Regions from separate parts of the Sus scrofa genome. Here region 1 is linked to region 2. Evidence: chromatin contacts called from public HiChIP or PLAC-seq data. All regions are on one chromosome and are shown on one strand. The core of a region is the stretch at or near the end of the contact, and the rest is flanking DNA. Distances in the headings are between cores, read along the strand shown.

Region 1 (5,815 bases), core at 1,785-4,284, 180 kb before region 2:
TCAAGAAGATCGCCGACACCAATTCTCGAATCCCACCTCCCGTTTTTGATCATTCGTGGTTTTACTTTCTCTCAGAGGTAAGTGAAGGTGCCAGTCGAGCAGAGGATCCGCCAGCTGTGACTGCCTTTGTGGCCGCCTTGTGCCCTGACCCTCGTGCGGTATTTCCCCAGCAGAGTCCCCCCACCATTTAGGTCTCGCCCTTCCGGAGAGTAGTGAGACCGTGGAAGATGGCCATCAAAGCAGGCCGTCCACTCTCGTCTCTGCTTCCGTACATTTAACTTCGCCCACACGTGGTCATAACGGACAAGTTTAGCAGTCCGGACTCTGTCTGGAAAACGGAAAAGTGTCCTAGTTAAAGTAACTGGGAGGTTTTAATATAGAGAATGGGTTAAACAGCTGTTGAAGAACCAAAAAGATAACAAGGGAATGTTGAGGTGACGCAGAGATAGTCACCGCAAGAAGCAGCTGCCAGCAGCCCCACGAATGGGGAGGAGAGGCCTGGGGGATCTGAGGAGGGGCTGCTGCAGCACCACCCCGAGGTCTCAGGGGCTGCAGGGTGCTTGGTTCTGCAGGTGTGAAAGGAGCTGATGGACAGGACCCCGTGCGCCGGGTTTGTCCTTGACTGAAGAAATGCTGGAGGCCGCCAGGGTGAAGGGCTGCTAGGACGGCAGGCAAACAGGGAGGAGCGAGTCCCTTTTCCTCTGGCCTTCTGGCGTCCCTCCCATGCTCCCGTTGGCAGACCCTCAGGGAACCCACTGCAGAGCAGCAGTTCATTTAGCGTAGCTCTGGACTGGACATCCCAGAACAGGGTGGGTTTGGAACTGAGAGAAGACAGTCTAATAACTCACACAGCAAGTGTGAGGTTAATGTTAGCAAACCCCAGATGACCTCTTCATGTTGTGGAGCTTCTGCCCACCTCTTTGACCTGGACCGGGGATTCTGAATCTCTTTCCCACAGAGTTTCACTCTGAGTGCGCCAGAGTGGAGGCCAGCTTCCCTGTAGATCCCTCAGTTCTTCACAGGGGTAGCAGGAATACCGCTCTTTCCCCCTTTTGGACATTTGTCTTTCTATGCCTTTCTTCTTGTCCCTCTAAGGGTTACTGAAGCTCACCAGGAGGTAGCCTGACTGTGAGGACATAGCTTGGTTTGTGTTCCTCACCAGTTTTTAATAATAGTTCATGAAAACCCAGAGGGCCACGGCTTGTGCATGTACAGTTCCAGAGTCATTGACACTTTGTGCTCTTTCTCCCTTCAAGTACCTGATGATCCAGCAAACCCCGTTTGTGCGCCGGCAAGTCCGCAAACTTCTGCTTTTCATCTGTGGGTCAAAGGAGAAGTACCGCCAGCTCCGGGATTTGCACACCCTGGACTCCCATGTGCGTGGGATCAAGAAGCTGCTGGAGGAGCAGGGGATATTCCTCCGGGCGAGCGTGGTCACGGCCAGCTCAGGCTCCGCCTTGCAGTATGACACGCTTATCAGCCTGGTACGGCCGGTGAGGGGCAGTCGGACAGGGAGAGGGTGTGTGCTGGGGCTCAACAAAGTAGGTAACAGGATGGAGCAGCACCCTCAGGGCTTGTCAGCGCTTAGAGAACATCTGGCCAGGGCCGAGGTCAGGGTCAGCCTGTGGTACCCGGCAGGGTGCTGTGCCGTGTGAACTTGCCTTCAGGGTCCAGGATCTCCCCTCTCTGATCCCGCCCCTGCCTGGCAGTGGTTCTTCCATTATGAGGAGCGGTGCTTGGGCTTCTTCCCAGTGTCATTTGCTCACATTACAGATGGGATCAACCTGAGATTTGTGCACCTCTCATTTTTGTCCTAAAATTATTTATCACCACCCGAGATAAATTGTTTGACTTTGGGGAGTGAATCGAATATATTGCATAAGAACATCTAGAAAGAACATCTTCGGGAGTTTCCATTGTGGCTCAGCGGAAATGAATCTGATTAGTATCCATGAAGATGCAGGTTCAGTCCCTGGCCTCCATCTGTGGGTTAAGGATCTAGTGTTTCCATGAGCTGTGGTGTGGGTCGCAGACACGGCTCAGATCCCGAGTTGCTGTGGCTGTGGCATAGGCCAGCGGCTATAGCTGCAATTTGACCCCTAGCCTGGGAACCTTTCTGTGCCAAGGGCACGGCCCTAAAAAGACAAAAAAAAAAAAAAAGAAAAAAACGAACGAACATCAACTCCTAATCCAGAGCACTTACCGTAGTGTTTTTAGCAAGAAAAAGAATAAACCTGGATTGTGGAGTTAGGTCATGGCCTACCTTGGCTGCTGCTTTATTGAGTGTTCTGAAGGATCCCTGAAAACAAAGGGCCTTTGGGTGGTGGGGCCTAGAAGATAGGAGGCTCAGTAAGCGCCGCAGAGTGTGGGCCTTGGTCCCAGGGTCACTAGGACACTGGGTCAGTCTTGTACAGACGACAAGTGTTTGTAACCCGAAGCCAACACTCAAGGCAGCAGGTGTGGGCAGTGTGGTGGGGTGACTTATTTCTGGTGACCTGTTTCCATTTCAGATGGAGCACCTGAAAGCGTGTGCAGAGATTGCTGCCCAGCGAACTGTCAACTGGCAGAAGTTCTGCATCAAGGACGACTGTAAGCAGTGGCTCTTCCTTTGGTTGCTGTTAGTCCTTCATTTCTTCGAGAACTATTCATTGAGGCCCACTCTATGCCAAGCACTAAACTGGGTGCTTAAGATAGAGCTTTGAGCAAGAGAGGCAGAACTCTGCCCAGCCAGGAAGAGAAGTAAAAACTTTAAAGGGTCCATAGACAAAACTTGGGGTGCTACAGTGAGGATCGTCTTGTTCAAATGAGTGGGTGCAGGTGCCCATCTCTGTAGTGATTGCAGTGCTCAGTCGGGTGTTTCCACAGAGGGTGTGAGTTCTCCTCTCGACAACGTCCAGCAGAGAACCTGGACAAGGAAGGTGGTGGGAGTGGGGTAGCCCCAGCGTGTGGAGAAGGCCTCCTAGTCGTGCGGGTGTGGGTATGGGTGGGTGTGTGCTGTCTGTGTCACAGTTGTCTCAGCGCCCCTGTCTCCTCTGCCCACAGCCGTCCTCTACTTCCTCCTCCAAGTCAGCTTCCTGGTGGACGAGGGCGTGTCTCCGGTGCTGCTGCAGCTGCTCTCCTGCGCTCTGTGTGGCAGCAAAGTGCTCGCCGCTCTGGCGGCCTCGCAGGCTCCTCCAGCGCCACCGCTGCCTCCTCAGCCCCTGTGGCTGCCAGTTCTGGACAGGCCGCAGCACAGTCAAAATCATCCACGAAGAAGAGCAAGAAAGAAGAAAAGGAGAAGGAGAAGGAGGGTACACGTCGTCTTCTTGTCTTGGTGATGAGGGTGTGGTGTTCTTGGGCAGCACACGGGTCATTCTAGTTGATGTATACTAGTGTATAATGTTGTGTTACTTTCACGTATACAGCAGAGTGATTCACTTTTGCATTTCTAGAGGTCTGGAGTAAATGTTGACTGTTCGAGGTAGCCAACTTTTGAAAAGAAATTCCTTCTCCACTGTCACTATGTTTGTTCACTGATAGGCTTGTGCAGGCACTTGATCCTGTGCTTTTTTGGTAGCTTTATGATGTTCAGTGTGACCTTTTGTCGTTTAGCAAACAACTAGAGGTTGTTTTCAGGTTGCAGCCGTTTCAGTGAAACTTTTAAGACATGGGCAGAATCCCTTGCCTGTCCACCTGAGCACTGGCTGTAGGCCCCTTGACTGCTTCTTCCTCTTCGTCAGCCCTCAGTCCTGCTCTGATGTTGCAGGTGAGAGCTCAGCCAGCCAAGAGGATCAGCTGTGCACAGCTCTGGTGAACCAGCTGAACAAATTTGCCGATAAGGAGACCTTGGTCCAGTTTCTGCGTTGCTTCCTCTTAGAGTCCAATTCTTCCTCGGTGCGCTGGCAGGCCCACTGCCTGACGTTGCATATCTACAGGTAGAGTCTGGGGCTTAGTTTTAGCAGGCTGCATGGGTCCAGGGTCTGGGACCAGAGTGGGTGAGGCGGTTCTGTCTTGGATTTATGTTGCTTCCTCAAGGTCATGTGTCGCTGTTTACACCAGTCTCAATCCTCTTGACCATCACAGATTTCTCCGTCAAGTTGTCTGCTTTTTAGCTATTAAACTGGTGTCGGAAGCAAGAGATGATCCATTTTCCTTTAAGAAGGCTATGTTTAGAAGTTCGTAAAATGACCAGGCTTGGCTCTTGAGGCTAACAAAGCTCAGTTCCTGCCACCGTTGGATGACGGGAGTAAACAGCATCCTGAGACAGGAAAGACCTGTGCTACTTCTGTTAGGGCTGATTGTCAGCTGAGCAGTAGAGCCATTTACACTTAACTCATGCTTGTGGGGAAGTAGATAGTATCTAAAACAGTGCCCGAGCCTTGGAGATAAATAAAGGAACTTCAGGATTTCCTACTCCTTATGATATGAACTGTCATTTATCTACAGAAACTCTAGCAAATCTCAACAGGAGCTTCTGCTAGACCTGATGTGGTCCATATGGCCAGAGCTCCCAGCCTATGGTCGTAAGGCTGCCCAGTTTGTGGACCTACTAGGATATTTCTCCTTGAAGACCCCACAGACAGAGAAGAAGGTAACCGATGAGGCTGACTGGCCTCACGTAACCTTTTTTCTCCTGAGTTAAGAACATTATGACCAGGGAGTTCCCGTCGTGGCTCAGGGGTTAACGAATCTGACTAGGAATGATGAGGTTGCGGGTTTGATCCCTGGCCTCGCTCAGTGGGTTAAGGACCCAGCGTTGCCATGAGCTGTGGTGTAGGTCGCAGACATGGATCGGATCCCACGTGGCTCTGGCTGTGGCTGTGGCTGTGGCTGGCGGCTGCAGCTCCGAATGGACCCCTAGCCTGGGAACCTCCATATGCTGCGGATGCTGCCCTAAAAAGACTTAAAAAAAAAAAAAAAAGAACATTATGACCAACCCACACAGGGTATGGGTATGGGTTTCACATATATATATATATATATATATATATGAAACCTCTTAAATATATATTAAGCGTTCCCAATGTGTATACCACCTAGGTAATATATACTAGCAAATAAGTACGATCTGAATTTGGCTTAGCCAACAGAAGTAGGTAAAGGGAGGAAGAAAATGCAACTGACTGAAGTTGCTTGGAAAAGAAAGTGCTCCTGGTTTTCCTAGCAGGCAGTCCTGATCACATATCCAAAGGTGTTTCTGCAGTTTGGTAATCATTTCATGGCTTCTCCATAATAGCAAAACTAATCTTCCTCCACAAGATGTAAAAAGATGGACTGTCACAAAGATCGTGGAAACTTTTAAAGGCGGGAGTCCTTTAAATGACTAGGAATGAGGCCCCTCTGTGGGTCTAATTGAGGGCTGGTCCTTCTAGGGCAGTATCAGCTTTCCTTTGGGCTCTAATTGATCCTGTATTGACTTCTGTTCTCAGTTGAAGGAATATTCACAGAAGGCTGTGGAGATTCTGCGGACTCAGAACCATATTCTTACCAACCATCCCAATTCCAACATTTACAAGTGAGTTTTATTCTGCTTTCGTCCTGTTTGAAGCTCAGTCAACAGTCTTGAGTTGCTCTTTCCACATTGATTGGCTCTTATATGTGAAGCAATACACAGAGCTGGTCTCTGAATTCCTCCCTTGTATCTGCGTTCTTGCACATAGGAGGGGCTCACAACGTAACTGCTGAATTAAGGTTTGGTAAGCGGTAATTTAAGAAAGTCACTAGTTTCAAGGGTTGAAGTTTAAATCACATAAGACAAATTTATAGAAACGGTTGCATTTAAAGAAAAAACTTCGGAATTCACATTGTGGCTCAGCGGTTAGCGAACCTGACTAGC
Region 2 (5,937 bases), core at 1,231-3,730:
GGGTAGAGACTAAGATTGGAATAGGACTGGGGAAAAGATTGTTGCAAAGTCAGAACCCAGGAGCAGAGAGAGAGAGAGACCCTTGGAGGGCTGGGCCAGACCCTGGTGAGACCGTGTAGTGCCCCAAAGCCAGGGATTCTCCAAGATGACTGAGCCAGCTTAGGGCCAGTCAAGGAAGGCTTCCTGGAGGAGACATCAGCTGAGTTGTGTTTTGAAGGTCCAGTGAGAGTGGAAAAGAAGGAAGAAGGGTGCTGCAGGGAGAGAGAGCAGCTTGTGCAAAGGCCCGGGGGTGAAGTTGCCATGCTGGCGTGTTCCCCGTGCCTGGGCTGGAGTCTGGACACAGCCAAAGCTGGGCCCGCCTGCTCTGTCTTCTCCCCTGACCCCTGCAGCCTTCTTGGCTCTCTTGGTTGTTTTGCTGTCTCCCCTCCTCTCTCCTCTCCCTCTTTTCCTTTGTTCTTGTTTTGGGTTCCATTCCCCAGGGCTGGCTCCTTCATCCCTGTGCCCATCAGAGGCAGGGGAGGGCTGTGAGGCGCTGTCCGCCACCCCTCTGCCCAAGGCCTTGGTGGGAGGGTCTTTGCCGCTGGGGCTTTGTGAGGCCGTGTGTGCACGTGTCTGTGAGCGTGGGGCTGGGGGCCTCCGTCTGTCCCCTGTGGACTTGGAGCCCCAAGGGTCAGGGCCTCACCTCTGTCCACCCCAGACCCCTTTGTACATCACAGTGGGCAGTGGAGGAGGTGGCCTGGGGAGAGGGAGAGCACCGGGTTAGAGGTCAGTGCTGGTCATGGGGCCTCGGCTTCCCCAGCCCCCATCAAGGTTTGGGGCTATTGGGCAGGGGTGTGGGGCTGGGGGGTTGCTCACCTTCCCTGCCTGCCTGGCAGCCCTGCCTGCCCCTTCTCCCTCACACCTGCGACTTCCTCTTCCCCCCGGTTAGGCTCAGAGGGTTGGACGCTCTCTCTGAGGTCATTTAATCCATCCCCCTACTTCCAGGCGACATTATTTCCCTACCATCCCAGATGACTAGATGTGCCTGGTGTCTTTTGAAGACCTTCTGAGAGATTGTCGCTCACTGTTTTGTATTTTTCTCTCTGTCCCCGCTCATATGCCCATGACTTTTTTACAGATAAGAAAACTGAGGCCCAGAGAAGGAGAGCAGCTCCCTTGAGGTCACACAGCAGAGGAGGGGCTAGAACCCAGGTTCCCTAAACAGGGTTCCTGTGAAACCCTTGCACTAGGGGATCCTACTGGAGGCTGCTTGTCCTTTGAGGACGGGCTCGGATAACTCCGAGAGGCTAGAGAACTTGGAGTGAAAAGACCTTGGAACCTGTCAGGCAGAGCCCACATAGACCAAGGGCTGCCCCCTGGCCAGACATCCGGGTCCTCGGTGTTGCTCGTGAGGCTCTTGTGGCTACAAACGAGACATCTGAGGTTGCCTTGAGTTTGTCTCCTTGTAACAGGAGGCACTTCCCCAGTCTTTTTGCCTAGTGTTGAGGTTTTGGGGTGTTGACTGACTCACTGACCTACCGTCCCTGTCTGCCAGCTGTGGGCTCAGCTGCATCATTCTCTGTGCCTTGGTTTCCTTCTTGTATAAAATGGGCTGGCGAGATCCTCAAGGTTGGTGATGAGCCTGGTGCAGTGAGGCCCATTCCTGTCCCTTTTTCTCTGAGGTGAGCCCTGGACTAGGAGGTCTGAGAACTTTGCCCACAGTGAGGAGCTGGTGAACCACCAAGGCTGATGCCCTGGTCCTTACAAGGACCATGCTTCCCAAGTCCCCAGCCTGCGGCTGAGACCCGACAACCAGTACGTTTGGATGTGTCTACTGTTTTACATGGAAAGTCTACATTTGGATCTGTCTGCTGTTTTACATGGAGAGTCTCAATATTACATTGCAACTGGCTTGACACTTGCCTTTAAAGAAAATACCCTGAAAACATCAGGACTTATTCAAGCGGGAAAACTGAGGCCAGAGCTCTCTAGGCTACTAACAGACTCAAGAGTAACCTGATGGTGGGAGTTCCCATGGTGACTCAGCAGGTTAAAGACCTGACATTGTCTCTGTGAGGATGTGGGTGTGATCCTTGGCCTGGCTCGGTGGGTTAAGGGTCCAGTGTTGCTGCAAGATGCGGTGTAGGTCACAGATGTGGCTTGGATCCAGTGTTGTTGTGACTGTGGTGTAGGCCGGCAGCTGCATCACCGATTCAACCCCTAGCCTGGAAACGTCTATCCACTGCAGGTATGGCAGTTAAAAGAAAAAAAGGAAACAAAAACAAAACAAAACCGAAAAACCAGAAAAAAACCCTAATGCTGAGTTCAGGGGAGCCCCAACTCAAGGGTTTTTCCTTTCTGGGCCTTACGGCATGACACACCCACAGGAATTAAGAGGAAATTGTTCCTCTTCCTTGGTTGCATTGTTGGCTTGCAATCAGGGCCTTCACTGGGGCGGGACCTCTGATCCTCGAGTGAAGCTGCCTGAGTTCGTGTCCCCACCCCGGGCCTCAGCTCTCTCCTCTGTGACAGCGGGATGACCTTAGCTCACACGTGGTGGTGAACAACCAGTGAGATAGTGCTGAGTGCTAAGTGTGATGCCGGCCCCTGAGCCCTCTTGGCTCTGTTCCTTCTGTCCCAGCCCGGCCCTCCCCGGCTCCCAGGCCCCGTACAGTGGGAATGGCCTCTTCCCTTCTGCTTCCGGCTACAGAGTGGACTTTGTGATCAGAGCACTTCCTTTCCCCAGCAGAGCGGCCTGCATGCGGCCAAGGAGGAGGTCGGTCACATCCCCTCTTCTCCCCAGCAGATTGTCACCACGTGGTCACTGGTAGGGCTAGACCTAGCAGTCAAGGCTGTGGGCAGCACAGTGTGTCACCTGGAGCCTGTGGCCTTGGTGGAGGTGATCCTGAATGGGGGGTCTGCCCCGACCCTGCCTCCCAGGGGAGGGGCCCCGTCAGCGCCAGCATCCCTGCGAGGATACGGAGGCAGCCTCAAGAGGTCACATCCCTGGCCGAGGCCTCCCCACGAGGCAGAGCTGGGCTTTAAGCCTTCCAGTGTTCTTCCTACCACCCTCCCAGCCTCAGTCCTCCAGGCTGAGGAATGAGCTGCATATTCTTGGCCCTGGCCCTTGGGTGGAGATAGAGGGGTTCAAGTCCTCTCTTGCTCCTTAAGGCAGCTGTTCTTCCTTAAGGCCTTGGGAAGATGGCTTCTGGGTTCTTGTCCAGCCCACAGACTGTCTCTGTGAGCCCTTGTGGGTGAAGCGCTCTCTCCCAGGCCTTGGCAGAGAAGTGACGTCGAAGGCTGTCCTGGCGTTGTTTTTCCAGGGTGGACGTCAAGGGCAGCTGGTTTAGGGTTTCATCTCTGAGACAAAGGCTGCTTTGTAGCTTCTGCTCAGTTTAAGCCCAGACACATCATTCCCCAAGGTGGGAAACGAGGTGGAAGGGATTGCAGGGCCCGAGCAGAGAAGCCCTAGGAGGCTCGGCTCACCCTCAGCTCCACCAAGAAGGAAGCCAGGACCTCATAACCCCGTAACACTCTTCTCACCATTCCCTGAGCACATCTTGTGTATCTGATGCAGTTCAAGGCTTCACGGGTATGTTCTCCTGAACCTCACGACACTCTTGTAGGGAAGCTGTACAGATGAGGAAACCGAGTCTTGGCAAGTGAAATGACTTGCTTGTCATAGTCAGAAAGTAGCAGAGAAGGCATGTGAACTTGGGTCTTAAAAGATTTTCACTGGGTTCTACCACTGTCAAGTCTCATTTCAAACCTGGCTTTGGGATGGTGCTTCAGGAAGCACGAGTGCCCCGGGAAAAGACTGCAGCAGGCAAGTCTCACTGGGGATCCATAGCTTCTATTCTCAGGATTCAGAGTTAGGTCATGGTGCTTGGAGCATGTGTTGTGTATTTTAGTGTGTATATGTAGGTGTATGCACATCTATGTACAAGTTAGAAGAGGGAGCTGGATGTTGGAAGGTCTGTAGTCACGGGAAGGTGATTCCAAGGAGGCCTAATGGCAAGTGTAAGGAAGTCTCCCAGGTGACACCTAGGGCCTTCTGCTCTTCTTTTTCTGGAATTACTCCACTTGATCATTCATTCATCCATCCCTCTGTCCATCCAACCATCTCATCATCCATCCATCTACCCAACCACCCTTCCATCCATCCATCCATCTCCATCCATCTATCCATTCATTCATCCATCCATCCATCCCTCCACCCTTCCATCCATCCATCCATGCATCCACCTACCCATCCTTCCATCTGTCCATCCATCTATCCACCCGCCCATTCATCCTTTCATCCATCCTTCTATCCATCTACGCACCAACCCTTCCATCCATCCATCCTTCCATCCAACCATATATCATTTCTTCCAAGCACCCATTCCTCCATCTAGCCCTCCATCTATCATTTTTAGGACACTTGTGCTTGGCCCTATGCTTGGGCCCTGGAGATGATGTTACATGGATTGGAAAGGCAGACTCCTGAACCTAGGGAGCTTGCAAAATGACTCCTAAATCAGACCTAGAAGAGATGTTCAGTTTCTCCCCCTAACACACACTTTTCAGAGAGGTAGTGACTTGCTATAGGTTGCACAGCAAGTTGGAGACACACCTAGGACTCAGAGCCGTGTCTGTGGACTCCTGCCACATGTTTTTGCATCTCTGTCACGCTGACAAATGGCTGCACTCCTGGCTGGCAGCCCTCTCACCCAGCCCTTCCCTCCTTGCCTATTTTGATATGTTCTTAGGCTTTTCTAGAGTTTTCCACAGCCTCTGTCCTGAGAGACATCCAGAGATACTGGTTGGACCAGCGTGCAGGCCTCAGGCTGGAGCTGAGCCTGGCCGTGCTCTGCCCTGAGATGATACCACTGGCCACTTGGAATGCCAGGTTGGCTGGGCACCTGAGTGCAGAGACTCTGAAGCCCTGTTTTGCTGTGGACACCAGCTGGCTGTCCCCAGGGGTCTCCAGAGGTCATCTGTTCTTCCCTCCCTTTGCAAATCCCATTTAAAGATTTTACTGCCTTAGAAGGACATTCCAGAGCCCTCTCTTAGATGTGCCCCCTGGCATCCTCATAGCCTCTTCCATTGGTTAATGCTTCCCGGCCCTAGCCCGGATCCCATATGCTGCATTTCGCCTTGTTTAGCCTTCCGTGGAGTAGGGACTGGGTGGGCATCAGCGGCCTGGTGAAGACCCTTCCCAAGTTCTCAAGGCAGCATCGGTTCCCCGCTGAACCCTGGAAGCTTACCTTCTTCCTACCGGAAGTCCCCCTTGACCCATGCATGCTGGTTGGGACACACTCTTTATGTAGAAGGGATCTGGCTGGTCCCTCTAGGATTCCACAAGTTCCTGAGGGTGGGGGTGGGGGGAGGAGACACATTCCTTCTCCTGGAGTCATGGAGTCCTCTGAGCCGGAAGTGGGCCTGGAGCCCAGGGATCACCCCAGCCCCCCTTTCCTGATGAGGAAACTGAGGCCCAGGGCGGTTGAGTGGCCTGTCTATGGCCGTTCAGCCACACTGGCAGAGTTGGATCACCTTCTTCATAGGGCAGTGCTGTTTCTGGGGTTTGGCGGTGGGGACCGTGGGTTTTCTAGTCTGATAAAGGTAGCTGGTGGCCTTTGGACCTGGCATTCTCTGCCCCAAGTGGATGTCCTGGAAGCAAGGCAGCTGGTTCCACCTGGCTCCACGGGGCTCCCAGCCTGGAACCAGCACCCTCCCTATTTTCCCTCTGGGCTGGCAGATTCCTGGCGGGTGAGGCTGCCCTCAGAGCCAAGCAGCGATACCTCCTCCACTCCCTCCTGCTCCATGGTCCCCTCTCACTCCACCACCTTCCTGACTCCCCTTTGGCCCCTTGTAGGCCCCTCACCTCCAAGGGTGGAGGGCAGGAGGCCTGAGTGTTATGTCAGTGATTACATTGCCCGGGGGGATGCTAGCTCCCGAGGCTGGGGCAGGAAGGGG

Evidence for each region. HiChIP or PLAC-seq counts read pairs in DNA pulled down with a chosen protein or histone mark.
Region 1: an H3K27ac HiChIP or PLAC-seq map of alveolar macrophages shows a contact between it and region 2. The contact joins two enhancer-like sites.

What each region holds. Positions count from the first base shown.
Region 1 is chr6:77,617,255-77,623,069 of Sscrofa11.1, reverse strand. UBR4 (E3 ubiquitin-protein ligase UBR4) reads left to right here. Exons shown (of 108, transcript XM_021095464.1): 65 at 1-77; 66 at 1,257-1,484; 67 at 2,511-2,589; 68 at 3,043-3,162; 69 at 3,165-3,290; 70 at 3,746-3,914; 71 at 4,426-4,570; 72 at 5,409-5,494. Among named protein-coding and RNA genes, the nearest start is that of UBR4, 88 kb to the left of the region's middle. Within about 2 kb of position 3,034, at least 2 of the 83 cell types and tissues checked have an H3K27ac peak or open chromatin away from gene starts, as enhancers often do. A contact at or near this core is called in alveolar macrophages, where this site is marked.
Region 2 is chr6:77,438,869-77,444,805 of Sscrofa11.1, reverse strand. All of the region lies in intron 1 of IFFO2 (intermediate filament family orphan 2), which reads left to right. Among named protein-coding and RNA genes, the nearest start is that of IFFO2, 16 kb to the left of the region's middle. Within about 2 kb of position 2,480, at least 20 of the 83 cell types and tissues checked have an H3K27ac peak or open chromatin away from gene starts, as enhancers often do. A contact at or near this core is called in alveolar macrophages, where this site is marked.